Linked DNA regions of Sus scrofa: region 2 is linked to region 1. Evidence: chromatin contacts called from public Hi-C data. All regions are on one chromosome and are shown on one strand. The core of a region is the stretch at or near the end of the contact, and the rest is flanking DNA. Distances in the headings are between cores, read along the strand shown. Region 1 has its middle 160 kb from the start of AUH. Region 2 has its middle 210 kb from the start of SYK.

What was found. Hi-C and Micro-C count contacts between places; a contact is called where the count stands out from the background.
Region 2: a Hi-C map of liver shows a contact between it and region 1, with 8 times the contacts expected there. The contact joins two enhancer-like sites. A contact is called at or near these places in 1 of 5 promoter capture datasets (liver) and 4 of 47 Hi-C or Micro-C datasets (liver and skeletal muscle).

What each region holds. Positions count from the first base shown.
Region 1 is chr14:2,382,530-2,388,964 of Sscrofa11.1, forward strand. No RefSeq gene overlaps it. Among named protein-coding and RNA genes, the nearest start is that of AUH, 160 kb to the right of the region's middle. Within about 2 kb of position 3,727, at least 32 of the 83 cell types and tissues checked have an H3K27ac peak or open chromatin away from gene starts, as enhancers often do. A contact at or near this core is called in liver, where this site is marked.
Region 2 is chr14:2,310,872-2,317,306 of Sscrofa11.1, forward strand. No RefSeq gene overlaps it. Among named protein-coding and RNA genes, the nearest start is that of SYK, 210 kb to the left of the region's middle. Within about 2 kb of position 2,295, at least 1 of the 83 cell types and tissues checked has an H3K27ac peak or open chromatin away from gene starts, as enhancers often do. A contact at or near this core is called in liver, where this site is marked.

The DNA.
Region 1 (6,435 bases), core at 2,477-4,976:
ACAAACATGGATTACATGGTGGCTTAAGAGGGAACCAGAGCTTTATTCCGCACAACTCTTTTTTTTTTTTTTTCATTTTTGGCCACCCCATAGCATATGGAGCTCCTGGGCCAGCGATCAGATCTGAGCCGCAGTCATGCCCTAAGCTGCAGCTACACTGGATCCCTAACCCACTCTGTCGTGCCAGGGATCAAACACATGTCCCAGGGGTCCCAAGACATTGCCTATCCCAATTGCACCACAGTGGGAGCTCCAAAACAACAACTCTTAAAACACTGGGAAAGCACTGGCATATCTGTGCCAAGCATATTTACGCAGTTGGTGGCCATGTGGATTTGAAGACCCTGGTAATGACAAGGGGTCTCCCGGGTGTTCTACCATAACCCAAGTGCAAAGTGAACAAGAAAATGCACTCATCACTGGAGACCCGGGCACCAGGATGTGCCCAGTGGTGCTCCAGGAGGCTGTCTGCTGCCGTTACAAACCTCATGCGGGATGGGGTCTCCTGCAGTGTCTCCCAGACTCCAAGCTTGGGGTCCTAATGAGGGCCGCCAATTACAGCAGCTCACCCCTGCCCCCGGGCCCCAGTCCTTCCCCACATGTCTTCCAGAAACACGGAGGTAAGATCACCCTCCACTTTGGTAGAAACCCTGGGAAGATGCAAGTTGGGCATTGCGAGGGGCATGTTTCTCCCTCGTGGAGGACCAGTTGGCAGGGGAGCGGGAGAGATTGGAGAAGATGGGGACCACAGGTTTATTTGTCCCTGAAGCTGGCCGGTCAGGGAATTCTCTTTTCCTGTGTCGTTTAGTTCAGGTTGGGTTCATGTTCCTGGCTGCCCAAAGAATTCCAACGCAGGTCTTATCCCAATCATGTCCCCCTGTCCCTTGACCCTCTTCCTTGACAGTGGATTGTGTTCCTTGTCTATCTAGCTCATTTAGGTCCTTGCTGGTAGGGCCACGTGCCGGAGTGCATCAGCAGCCTCGGCACCCTCTCCCAAGCCCTCGATGTGCTATTATCTAAAGCAGACGCTGTTCAACTGTGGGCTAGAGAGAGCAGAATCCCTAAGCACACGGCTGAGGAGGCAAAGCCCTTAAATTCCAGCCAATCCAGGTTCAAAACGAGCCATTTGACCAGTTACTAGCGAATGGGCTGCACCCCTCCGCACTGCGCCTTCAGTCTGCGAAAGCCAGGGGTCTGTTCTCAGCCCGTGACTACCTCCAGGACCCTCCATGAGGGCACTACTGAGAGTGAATCAATGAAGGGTAAAGCCCCCCACGAAGATGTTTTCTCCAGTGATCCTTCAGGGGAAAAGCCTATCAGCAGCAACCTGCAGGGGAGATGGGCCAAGGGGCTTAACCTGCAGTCAGGGAAGGGGTCCGAAAAAATGAGTGTCTAAGCACGGCTGGTCCTGCCGGGTCCCTTCAATTGTTACTGACCTGGGTTCTTATCCTTCTTAATCAGTAGAAATTGATATGAGGCCAGAAGGAAACGCAGGCAAGGCTTTACTGGGGCTCCTGCTGTAGCAGGGGTTAGTGGGGGAGTGAAAACGGGTAACTCCTTTGTTCAGTCCCTGCAGCAGGGGGCAGGGGGCGGGGGGCGGGGAGTACAAGCTAGTTCCTTTATAAGGGTTGAGGGTAGGGGTGGGTCCTGGGGTCCGTCTGGAGGGGTGGCTTAGGTGGTCTGCCCACCCCCTTGGTGGTGCTGTGTGCAGGGTGCAGGCACAGTCCCCTGTTTTGCCCCCAGCTCCTCCGAAGTGACAGTGGAATTTCTGGGCTTTTGGTACTTACTTGTTCACAGTTTTCCCCGGCTGCGACTGCGCATGCATGCAGTTGTTTTTAGTCCCTTATACTTTGTATTTTGTTGCCAGAAGGGGCGTTTGTCCAGTACAAACACGAAAGCAAAGGGTCCCAGGTCCCAAATCCTGGCCTGTGGCCCTATGACCACGGAAAGTGTGTGGATAAAGAGCATCTGTGCTTTGTCCCTATTTGTAAACAGATTTCCTCCCTCCCTGGGTACAGTGTCCTGAGGTGGCTAAACAGCATGGACGTCACAGGCTACCTGCTGCTTTGGAGCCAAACCTGGGCTCGAGAGCAATGGAAGTGACCTGGAGGTAGGGGTGAGAGCTGGGTGCACTTGCTGGGCAGGACCTGGGGTAGCTCTCAGCAAGACATCTGTTTGCAGATGGACCAGGAGGAAATGCTTGAAGGTGATTTGGGGGCTTCTTGGGGAGAGGATGACTGGTTGAGCTGAGGTTGGCCCTCCGTAGCCACTGTGATTTTTTGGGCTAGAACAGCAGGCCTTCTGTCTATTGGAGAGGTGCCCCTCCTCCACGCATAATGCCCACTTCTGAGGCCACACGGAGGACATGTGATCCAGCAAGGCCGAGTAGAGACCTCTCTTGGGAGGTTTTTTGGTTTTGTTTTGTTTTTGCTTTTTAGGGCCTCATCTGCGGCATATGGAGGTTCCCGGGCAAGGGGTTGAATCAGAGCTGTAGCTGCCGGCCTACACCACAGCCACAGCAACGCCAGATCCAAGCCTCATCTCAGCGCATGGCACAGCTGGATCCTTAACCCACTGAGCAAGGCCAGGGATTGAACCCTCAACCTCATCGTTCCTAGCTGGATTGTTTCCACTGCGCCATGTCGGGAACTCATTTCTTTTTCTTCCTTCCTTTCTTTCTTTCTTTCTTTCTTTCTTTCTTCCTTCCTTCCTTCCTTCCTTCCTTCCTTCCTTCCTTCCTTCCTTCATTCCTTTCTTTCTTTTCTTTTCTTTCTTTCTTTCTTTTGACTTAGAACTGAGTGAAGTTTCCTATCCTCCCTGGTGCTGAGGCAGGCAGCTGGGATCTGCCATCAGATGAAGCCAGGCCCTAGGATCAGGCTCAGAGGATGAAGCCACATGGCAGAGAACATGTTATGAGAAATGGAGTGTTGTCCCTACAGCCCTGGGCCCCTGGTTCCTGGGGGCCCTGTGAATGCTGCTCCCCTGTCCTGTCAGAGTTCCACACTGAGAGTCACGAAACTCCCTTGTGCCCAAACCGCTTTGGTTGATTTCCTGCCACCCACCCCGAAGAGCCCTAACACACCAAGCATCTCAGACCATCCTCAACTAAGATTTGAAAATCTTGAATAAAATGCAAACCTTTTCAGTTGCAGGCAATCAATAACAACCATCATGGGAACTCTCTAACATGCTTGGGGATGTGAGAGGCAGAGCTCTTTGACCCAAAAATGTTTAATAAAAGTAACATATGTTCAATCTTTAGCTCACAAGATGGGTCATCGCAAAATAGATCTGAGATTTTTCACATCAAATTAGAATATGCAAAGGTAAAATTAAAATGCAATAGCAGAGTGTTCATGCATGAGCCCATCTCATGAAATTCCCGCTCTGAACAAAAATCCCAAGTAGGTTTCTCTATTTTACCCAGTGGCAATAAAAAAGCTGTTAATCATGTACCCATTAAGAAGCTAAAATGCATTTGGTTATTTCTGAAGCACATTATCTTGAAGCTCTGTTTCAATCTTCCATAGTTGTGTGATGAGAGTTATGTCACAAAGTTAATCATTCCCAGGATGCTTGCATTTGGGGAAATGAAAAACCTCTTATGCAAGCAGTCATTAATCAGTCCTATTGCATAATGTGTTTTGAAGCACGTGTCAGGGGATCAGAGCCCACGGCTGCATGATGCAGGGCAGGGTTCTTGCCTCCTATTGCCCTTTGCTGAAGCAGAACTGGAACCACGTGATGTGTGCTTCCTGCCAACAGTCCCTTTTTGCCAACAATTAAGTTGGACGATATGGAGAAACAGAAATTTCAGTTCCTTTGGAGTTCTACAAAGAAGACTCTTTGAAGTCCCTGGTTTCTGGCACAGCGTTGTGGCTGGCTGGGACGTGTTACGCTTGATCATCGTCAAAACTACCCATTAAAACTGAAATCAAAAAGTTTGCTCAAGTGGTTCCTGGCATTTGTGTTAGAAACAATAGGCAGAACCCCACCATCAGATTATTTGATACATAAAAAAAGGAAAAGGTCAAAGACGCCCGAAGCCAAAGACAGACGCATCACACACGAAAACTCAATGCATCATGTTTGATGTTCTTGAGCAATAATGTTAGCAAGAAACTATTACTTAAGCTTGCCAGTGTTATCCAACAAGAACAGTTGCGAAATACCCAAGACAAATAGGCTGTAATTGTTACATGAATAAAGAGTCTGTGTAGCATAAACTGTTTTTGGTAATATCAACACAGACTCCAGTGGAGCGTATCGGTGATTAGCCATGTTCGCAACAATGGCCACTGTGTTTGAGCTCTGAGCGTTGCCATTGCCAGTGGGGGGGGAGGACTCTGGAATATCTACCCATTGTTCTCAACAACACCTTCCCTGAAAACTTCCTCTGAAATGTAACAGGGCCAATGAGACATTCTGGTAACCAACTAGAATCTATCTGGTCCCTTAAGCTATATTGGAAATAATCAATCATCAAACTTCATTCTGATTATTTTCATTTTACTTTTTTCTCTTTTTTCATCTTCCATCACGAGCTGACTCTTACTATATTTGAAATCCTGCCCAAAGATCTGACAAGTTAAAGTTAATAAACTGTTTTGTCGTCATAGTCTTCATGTCCAACAATGGGACATGAATTTAACACCAGGGAAGAAAAATTTGTACTTCTTCTACAACATAAAAGCATTTATAAAGGCTAGGATTTTGATAATTAACTTTTGATTTTTACTTTGGGAACTCAGCATTTATGGATTGATTTGCTTTGAACTATGGCTATGGCGCTCAGTTTAACCCCTGAAATTCTCCACAGACCAAGCCAATCTCATGACCACGCAGGTGCAGCCTCAGCTGGAGCAGGAAATTTCTGTTCCCGGGGTTCCTCTTCAGGGCAATATTTGAAAGATAACACAGCAGTAAACCCTATCTTTTTGACTGCAAATACATTTTACATTTTGATTGCAATTATTTTGTCCTGTAATAATAATAATATATTAATAATATTAATATCAATACTTAATGATTAATATATTATACTGTTCTCTTACTGTGATTCAATTAACATTAGTTTATTTAATAGACATCAGTTCTGATGTACCCAAAGTCAGAAATCTACTCTGAATACCTTATTTATGAATAAGGTAAATGATAGGCAGAGCTGCATTAAAATCAGCTAGGTGAGTAAAACCAGTGGGAATGATGAGGTGAAAAAGCTCCAAAAATCTGCTCCTTTGTATAAGCAATAATGGTCAAAATCAGCATATACAGAACCCTGGAATGCAGCCAAAAGCTTGCAATAATCCAAGGAGCACTTATTCAAGAACAATGACTGAATCTCAGTAAGAACATCAAGCTCCGTGGCTTTTTTAATGGCCATATAGTCAGCCTCCTTTCCAAACTCCTGTACAGCTTGAAAGCCAACAACCTCAAAGCCAAGGTAGTCATGACCCGACTACCACCATGTCTGTGGCCTCCCTGTGGCCCTATTCCTAGAAATTTGTCATTATCAGACCTGTCTGGTAGTTCCTTAGAGAATCAATTAGCGGGGAAAACCCCATTCACAGGGCTTGCCTTTATCTGACCTGACTTAGAACGCCGTCATCATGAGCATATTTTTCCACAGGGTATTTGCAGGAAAAAAAAAAAAAACAGTTGACAATTGCCTAGCATCCAAATTTCCTGAGGCAATGATTCCAGTTGGTGTAAACAAGAAGCTGACCAAAACACTGAAAAAGAGAAAATTGGGAATGAGATGTCCACAGGGGATTATGACAAGCTCTGACATACCTCTAGGAATTTAGAAGGCAATGTGCATTTGCAGGGCTATGTGCACACTCAGGAAAGACCTGAGAAAGACCCAATTATCACCACTTGTTGACCTTGAGTCTCTGCACAAACAGGAAGTACAGACTAAAGAAAGGTTGCCAATTGCCTGACAAAGCATTGATGATATGTCCCAACATGCACGCAGAGCCATTTGGCAAGAGCTAGAGACTTATTGGTACAAAGAATTTAAATACCAGTACAACTATTAGATGACCACTTAACTAACCAAGTAGAGGTTTCAGTGCCACATGCAACAGCAAATACAGAGGAGTTCCCACTGTGGCTCAGTGGGTTAAGGAACCGATATAGTCTCAGCGAGGATGCAGGTTCGAGCCCTGGCCTGGCTCAGGGGGGTAAGGATCTGGCATTGCTGCAAACTGTGGCGTAGGTTGCAGATGCAGCTCCGATTCAACCCCTAGCCTGGGAACTTCCATATGCCATGGGTGCAGCCGTAAAAAAAAAGAAGAGAGGGAAAAATACATAATTATTTCAGGCAAGTCAATAAATAAATAAAAACTATCCTGGGGAGGGGATGCAGGGATATGATTTTCAAAGTTGCATATTTATTATTTTAAAGGTCTATTATTCAACAAAATATTATAA
Region 2 (6,435 bases), core at 1,045-3,544, 73 kb before region 1:
CAATTGGACCCCTAGCCCAGAAACTTGCATATAAAAGAAAAACAAATAAATAAAAATAAAATTAAAAAGGGGAAGTGGATTCTGTGGACAAAGCCAAGTGCAGGAGGGCGGACTGGCCCATTTGGAAAGCAGCTATAAACACCACTATACCACCAACGCCACTCAGACTGGCCCCCTTGGAAAAGTCTGGAGGACAGGCCATCCTGGCTGTGGGAGTCGGGCTCCAGCCAGCCATGGCAGGGATCTGGTGGTGGCCCAGGGCCCCGGGGAAAACAAGGGTGTGGGGAAGGCTTGGGAAGAGACTGCCCTTGGTGATGGCTTTGCCACATGGAGTCAGCGCAGCCTGAATTCCTCGGTGCTCCCAGGGAGGGAGCTGCCCCTGTGAGCCCTGGGCTGGAGGACAGAGAGCAGCAGCCAAGCAGGGGCCCTCCTGGACCACCCCAGCTCCCCCTCTAGCTCTTCCCAAGAGGGACACCCAGGCCTTCTCCTCCTGGCCAGATGACCCACCCCAGGCCAGTGATTATCTTGTCATCACAGAATGTCACCATGCCCAGCAATGGCAATGGCTTTTCATAAGCAAATTCCATACCCCGTGCTTCCCATTCTAGCCAAACAGTTGTGCTGGCTTAGTGAGGGGGATAAACTCGAATTACCAGAGGCCTGTTCCCATTGTATTAACCCGGGACTCTAAATGGAGTGGCTTCTGTAATCCCGCAGGCATTCATTAGAGAGCCCACTGGAGCCGGGTGTACCATTGCCCCGGTTGGTGGTTTTCTGTGGGTGCTGGGGGTGGGATGGAGCTGCAGGGCCCAGACAGGGAGAGTGTGACACCCAGGCTGACACAGGGTAGGGCTGTGGTGGGGGAAGGAATTCCTCAGGTTCAGACGAAAGAGGCAATATTAAATGACTCAATTTCAACCTCAACGTGGTTATACTTGTCTGGGTTTCTGCACTCTTTTCACAGAACTGCCCAGTGTTATGTGTCTTGGTTTGGGTTCACGGACATGCCAGACAACATTCCAGTGCAGGCAGAAAATTTGGGGGAGGGGAGCGTTCCCAGAGCACTGTGGGGGGTGAGGAAGACAGGAAGAAGATGGGTGGGAAATGGCTGCAAGAAATCTTTTGGTCACCATGGTAACTGAGCCCAGTACCACTCAGGACCCGGGGTGCCAGTGCGGAACTCAGAGTGCAGTCCCTGGAGTGTGTGTAAGTCGCTTCCATAGGCCACTGGGTGCGGCTGCTGGGTGCGGGTGGGCCATTAAACCGCAGGGGTCCTGGCCTGCAGAACAGTCAGGCAGAGGCCCAAAGGCCAGCAAGACCCCACCAGGGAGATGCGAGGATGGAGGATGGGAGTTAACCAGCACGCACATCCCTGTGGGAGAGGGGAAGTGGGGCAGGCTGCAGCCCTGCTCACAACATCCGAGACTTCATTTTCAGGAATGCTTCCTGAAGGCTTAGATTTCAGCCCGATGTCAGGAGAGATGGGAGCAAAAACCCGATGAGTGTCAGGAGGTGTTTTCAAGGGTTAATGAAAAGGGACACTTGTATTCATGCTCACAGTTCTGGCCATCTCTGCCTTATGCAGTAGGTGCTAAGATCACCCTGTGGGCGATGACGTGCCCCTGGCAAGTGCAGGCCCTTCAACCAGAGGGCCTGTTCTCCAGGACCAGTAGATTACACCCTATCAGTTATACCAGAGGTCACTGTAAATCACCTTCCCCTATGTAACTTAGACTGTATCAAGAGGGCCCTATAAGTCATGTTGGCTGATTGTATTTTCCAAAGGTGGCTATGCCAGTAGATAATTGTCCCTCCAGCTCTTCTTACAGCATGACACTGACCCCCTCTCAAGAGGTGTGGTCCTATTCCCTCCTGTTATGGGCTGAACTGTGTCCCCCCAAAATTCACGTTAAGTTCCTAACACCTGGGACCCCAGAATGTAACTTTATTTGGAAGTAGGACTTTTATAGGGGGGATTAAGGGAATTAAGCTATTAAGGGGGCCCTAAACCAGCGTGACTAGTGTCCTAATAAGAGATTAGGACAGAGACACACAGAAGGAAGACCCTATGAGGACACAGGGAGAAGACGGCCCTTTGCCAGCCAAGGAGAGAGGCCTCAGGAGAAACCAACCCTGCACACACCTTGAACTTGGACTTCCAGCCTCCAGAACTGTGAGACAGTAAAGAGTCACCCCGTCTGTGATATTTGTTATGCCAGCCTGAGAAAACTACTACGTGTCCACCTGAACCTGGGCAGACTTTGTAACTGTCACATCAACAGAATGCAATGGAAGTGACACAGTGTGAGGCTAGATAAGAAAAAATCAATAGGGTGTCCATGGGACTTTCTGTCTGTCCTGGACACTTGCTCTCAAAACTCAGCCACCTTGCCATGAGGGGCCCAGCTAGCCAACATGAGGAGATCACATGGGAAAGGACCGAGGCCTCCGCCAGCATCTGGCATCACCCACCAGACACATGTGCGAGTAGGCTTCAGGCTTCAGGCTCCCAGTTCCCAGGCTCAGGGTCTTCCAATGGAGATTCTAGCCATGGCAGGGCCGAAACAAACTACTCCTCTGAGCTTTGTCTGAATTCCCACCCCACCCAATCCATGAGCATAAGAAAAATGGTTTCATGACACTTTATTATGGGCTCACTACTTACACACTCAAATAACGGAAGCTAGCATGAACACAAGAAAGAGTGCAGTTTTCGATTTGCCAATAAGAAAACTGAGATGAAGAGAAACTCAAGATCACACAGCTAGAAAATGGCAACGCAACTTGGGTGAGTAATTTTGCTGTAATGAATAGTCATGGAGTGTGCATTGCAGGAAAGGAAACATGCTAAGCCTTTGGGGCACAGAGATGGCCTTGGGGAGTTTCCTCCACTTATGTATCTAGGATTGCCGCATGCCATGAGACTGTGTACGTAGATCCGTGAGATGAATTCCAAAAAGTGGCATATTTACCTAAAACTTTGTTAGATAGTGCCACCCTCCCCGCCCCATGCCAAGTAGATGGCAAAAATCAACACTCCACTATCAGGGTCTGACTTTTGTGCCAGTACGTCTTGGCCACATTAGGGGGTTTCTGATCATTAGGGAAGCTTTTCATCCTTTTATAATTATCTTTAAAACATTATATAATATGCTTAAACGAGTATGTGTAGAATTACAGCTTTGAAGCCTTATCTATTGTCTTCACATTGTGAAAGGCTAGGAAAGCAGCATAATTACACAAGGGTCCTTTTTTTCCCTCTCTCCATCTCCAAATTCTTGCTAATTATATAATTATCTCTAAATTGTCACGCTAGGCATTTGCATTCTGCTCCCTATCTGGAATTTCTACAAGCACACACACACACACACACACACACAGCCTGCTTGACCTCCCCACTCATGACTAGCTCTTTGCTGCCAGCCTCGGAATTGGGTGGCTTACTCGGGGTCCACTTCAAGCTGCCTGTCAGCATGGCCCCTGGTGAGATATTCCCTGAGTCCTTATTTGCTTGTTCTTTTCTAACTTCTGTCTACTTGACACTCTTCATATCGTCACATCTTGCCTTTGGCTGTTTTTCTCTGAGAGCTTGTTTCACAGCAGCCATGTATTTTCTCCTCTTTGAATGTCATAGAGAAACATGAGTTGGATACTTGCTCTGGCTTTCAGCACAATTTTGTACATGTGTTATTTTCTTGTCTTTTGTGTCTCAGCTGCTTCCCTTTCCACCCTAGTCCTTTGCTAGTTTTTTTTTTTTTTACTGATTTTTATTTTTTTCCATTATAGTTGGTTTCCAGTGTTCTATCAATTTTGTGCTATACAGCAAAGTGACCCAGTCACACATACATGTCTATGCTCTTTTTCTCACATTATCCTCCATCATGCTCCATCACAAGGGACTATACAGCAGGATCTCAGATGAATGGATTAAGATGTGGTATATATACACAATGGAATACTACTCAGCCTTTGCTAGTTCTTGTTTGAATGTTAAGAGGTCTTACTTGGCATGGCATTCATGGTAGACCAGTTGTAACTGAGAAATGGTGTTGGGAAGGGGACCAGCAGCGTGAAGCCAGGATGTGGGTTTTTGTGCCCAACACCAAGCCCTGGGGCTGCCTTTACTCAGGAAGAGCTGGGGTTGCCAGTTCAAAGGGTGCAAACCCCTGAACCTCCGGCCTGCCCACAGCAGATTCTGCCCCTTTCTCTGGCTGGGTAATCTACCGTGCAGACAGCATTTGCCTCTCGTTCTTTCCATCCTTCTGCAGTCTGAAAACAAAGGAATCCTGGAGGTGACCAGTCGACTCAAAGAGTTGACCGAGAAGCAAGCAGAAATCCTTCTTCCAGTGGGGCTGAGTAGACTGCAAACACTAGCGCATTTCTATCTTTCACACGTGCCACAGACGCTTTCCATGTTTTGTGCCGTACTTTCGCGTGTAGCCAGAATGGCTTTGCAGAAAGCTCCCCTGGGGAAAATTACTTAATTGTTTCAATTTTGCCAATTATGTACTTAAGGGTCACTGTTGGCTTCCTATGATACAGCAGTTTAACTAATTAAAAAGATTAACCTTGGGTGGAAATATAGTCTGAATTTATGCAAATTATATGAAACAGCGACTTGCTTGGAGGGATAAAGGACAACCAAAGGGACTTCTGGCCTGTGAAAAGCTGGCAGCCCCATTAACCAGCTGATGGCCAAGGTCCAGAGCAATTTTCTCACTCTGAATGCACGTCACTACCCCCTGGGGCATCTGGAACCCCAAACACATCACAGCACGACCTCGTCGGGAGGGATCATTGCTGGAAATTTCCACAGCTCCCCAGAGGATGCCAGCAAGTGAATGAGGTCAAGAACTGGACCTGAATATGTGGCCTTTGATTATCGATTAGAGTCTGTTTACTTCCCGAAGTGAATTTAGAAGCCAATTCAGGAGTTCCCATTGTGGTTTGGCAGGTTAAGAACTCCATATAGTCTCCGTAAGATTGCAGGTTCAATCCTTGGCCTTACTCAGTGGGTTAAAGATCTGGCACAGCAAGGTTGCAGATGTGGCTTGGATCTGGTGCTGCTGCGGTGGTGGGCCTGCAGCTGTAGCTCTAATTCAACCCCTAAGACAGCCTGGGAACTTCCACATGCTACACATGTCGCCATTAAAAAGAAAAAAGAAAAGAAAAGAAAAGAAAAGAAAAGAAAAGAAAAAAGACACACTTGTCCCCTTCCAATCATAGGTGCTAACAACTAGTAACAAATCAGAGGAGAAAGGAATCTTATTTGGGAAGAGTCCTCCAAAGCTTTCTTTTTCTCTGTTACCTCAGTGGCCCTCAGCTACTTCCGGACATTCACTGGGGCATTAAGAAACATACATGTCCTGGACCTTTCCCCAGAGGTCCTGGTGTAAAGGGTTTAGATGTGGTCTGGACCTTCCTCAGTGACTCCTCTGCCCCATCCGCTGACTTCCTGTTGACCCAGGTGTGCAGGGCACCTCCAAGTTCCAATTTGCCTCTTTTATTTTTTTAAATTTTAATTTAATTTATTTATTTATTTATTGTCTTTTTGCCTTTTCTAGGGCCACTCCCGCGGCATATGGAGGTTCCCAGACTAGGGGTGTAATCGGAGCTATAGCCACCAGTCTACAGCAGAACCAGAGCAACGTGGGATCCGAGCCACCTCTGCGACCTACACCACAGCTCATGGCAACGCCGGATCCTTGGCCCACTGAGCGAGGCCAGGGATCGAACCCACAACCTCACGGTTCCTAGTCGGATTCGTTAACCACTGAGCCACGACAGGAACTCCCCAAGTTGGTTCTAATAGCTCTTTAGGATGGTCAGGACAAAACATGCACAAACTTTGAACTCTTTAGGACTGTTCAAAATTCAAAGGCATCCATTCATTCAAATAGGAACCAGGATTCCTTGGAGAAACAATTGATTCTCCTCTTCTGATCTGCTGCTAGAGCTTGTGCTCTCATGTGGGGCGATGTCAGGAGGGGCCCTGCTCTCAACCGCTGCCGCTGCCGCGGTAGCTGCTGTTCTCAATTGGCTGGCCAGTCTCTCCAGGGAACACTCGTTAGACTATGTGGGATTCTCCTGTTGCAGATCTTCAGATCCTTCCCCACTTTTTCTTCCTTATTCTGCCCATACAGCTGGCAATGCCATAGACTCTGGCTGGTGGTGGTTGGTCACCACTCATGTGTTTTGGGGTCTGTGGGGTCACCTTATCAGCTGGTTCTGTTGCCCGTGGTATCCGTGAAATTTGGGGGTTGCAATCTGGCTGCCCTTTTCTTTTCTTTTCTTTCTTTCTTTCTTTCTTTCTTTCTTTCTTTCTTTCTTTCTTTCTTTCTTTCTTTCTTCCTTTCTTTCTTTCTTTCTTTCTTTCTTTCTTTCTTTCTTTCTTTCTTTCTTTCTTTCTTTCCTTCTTTCTTATTTTTTTCTTTT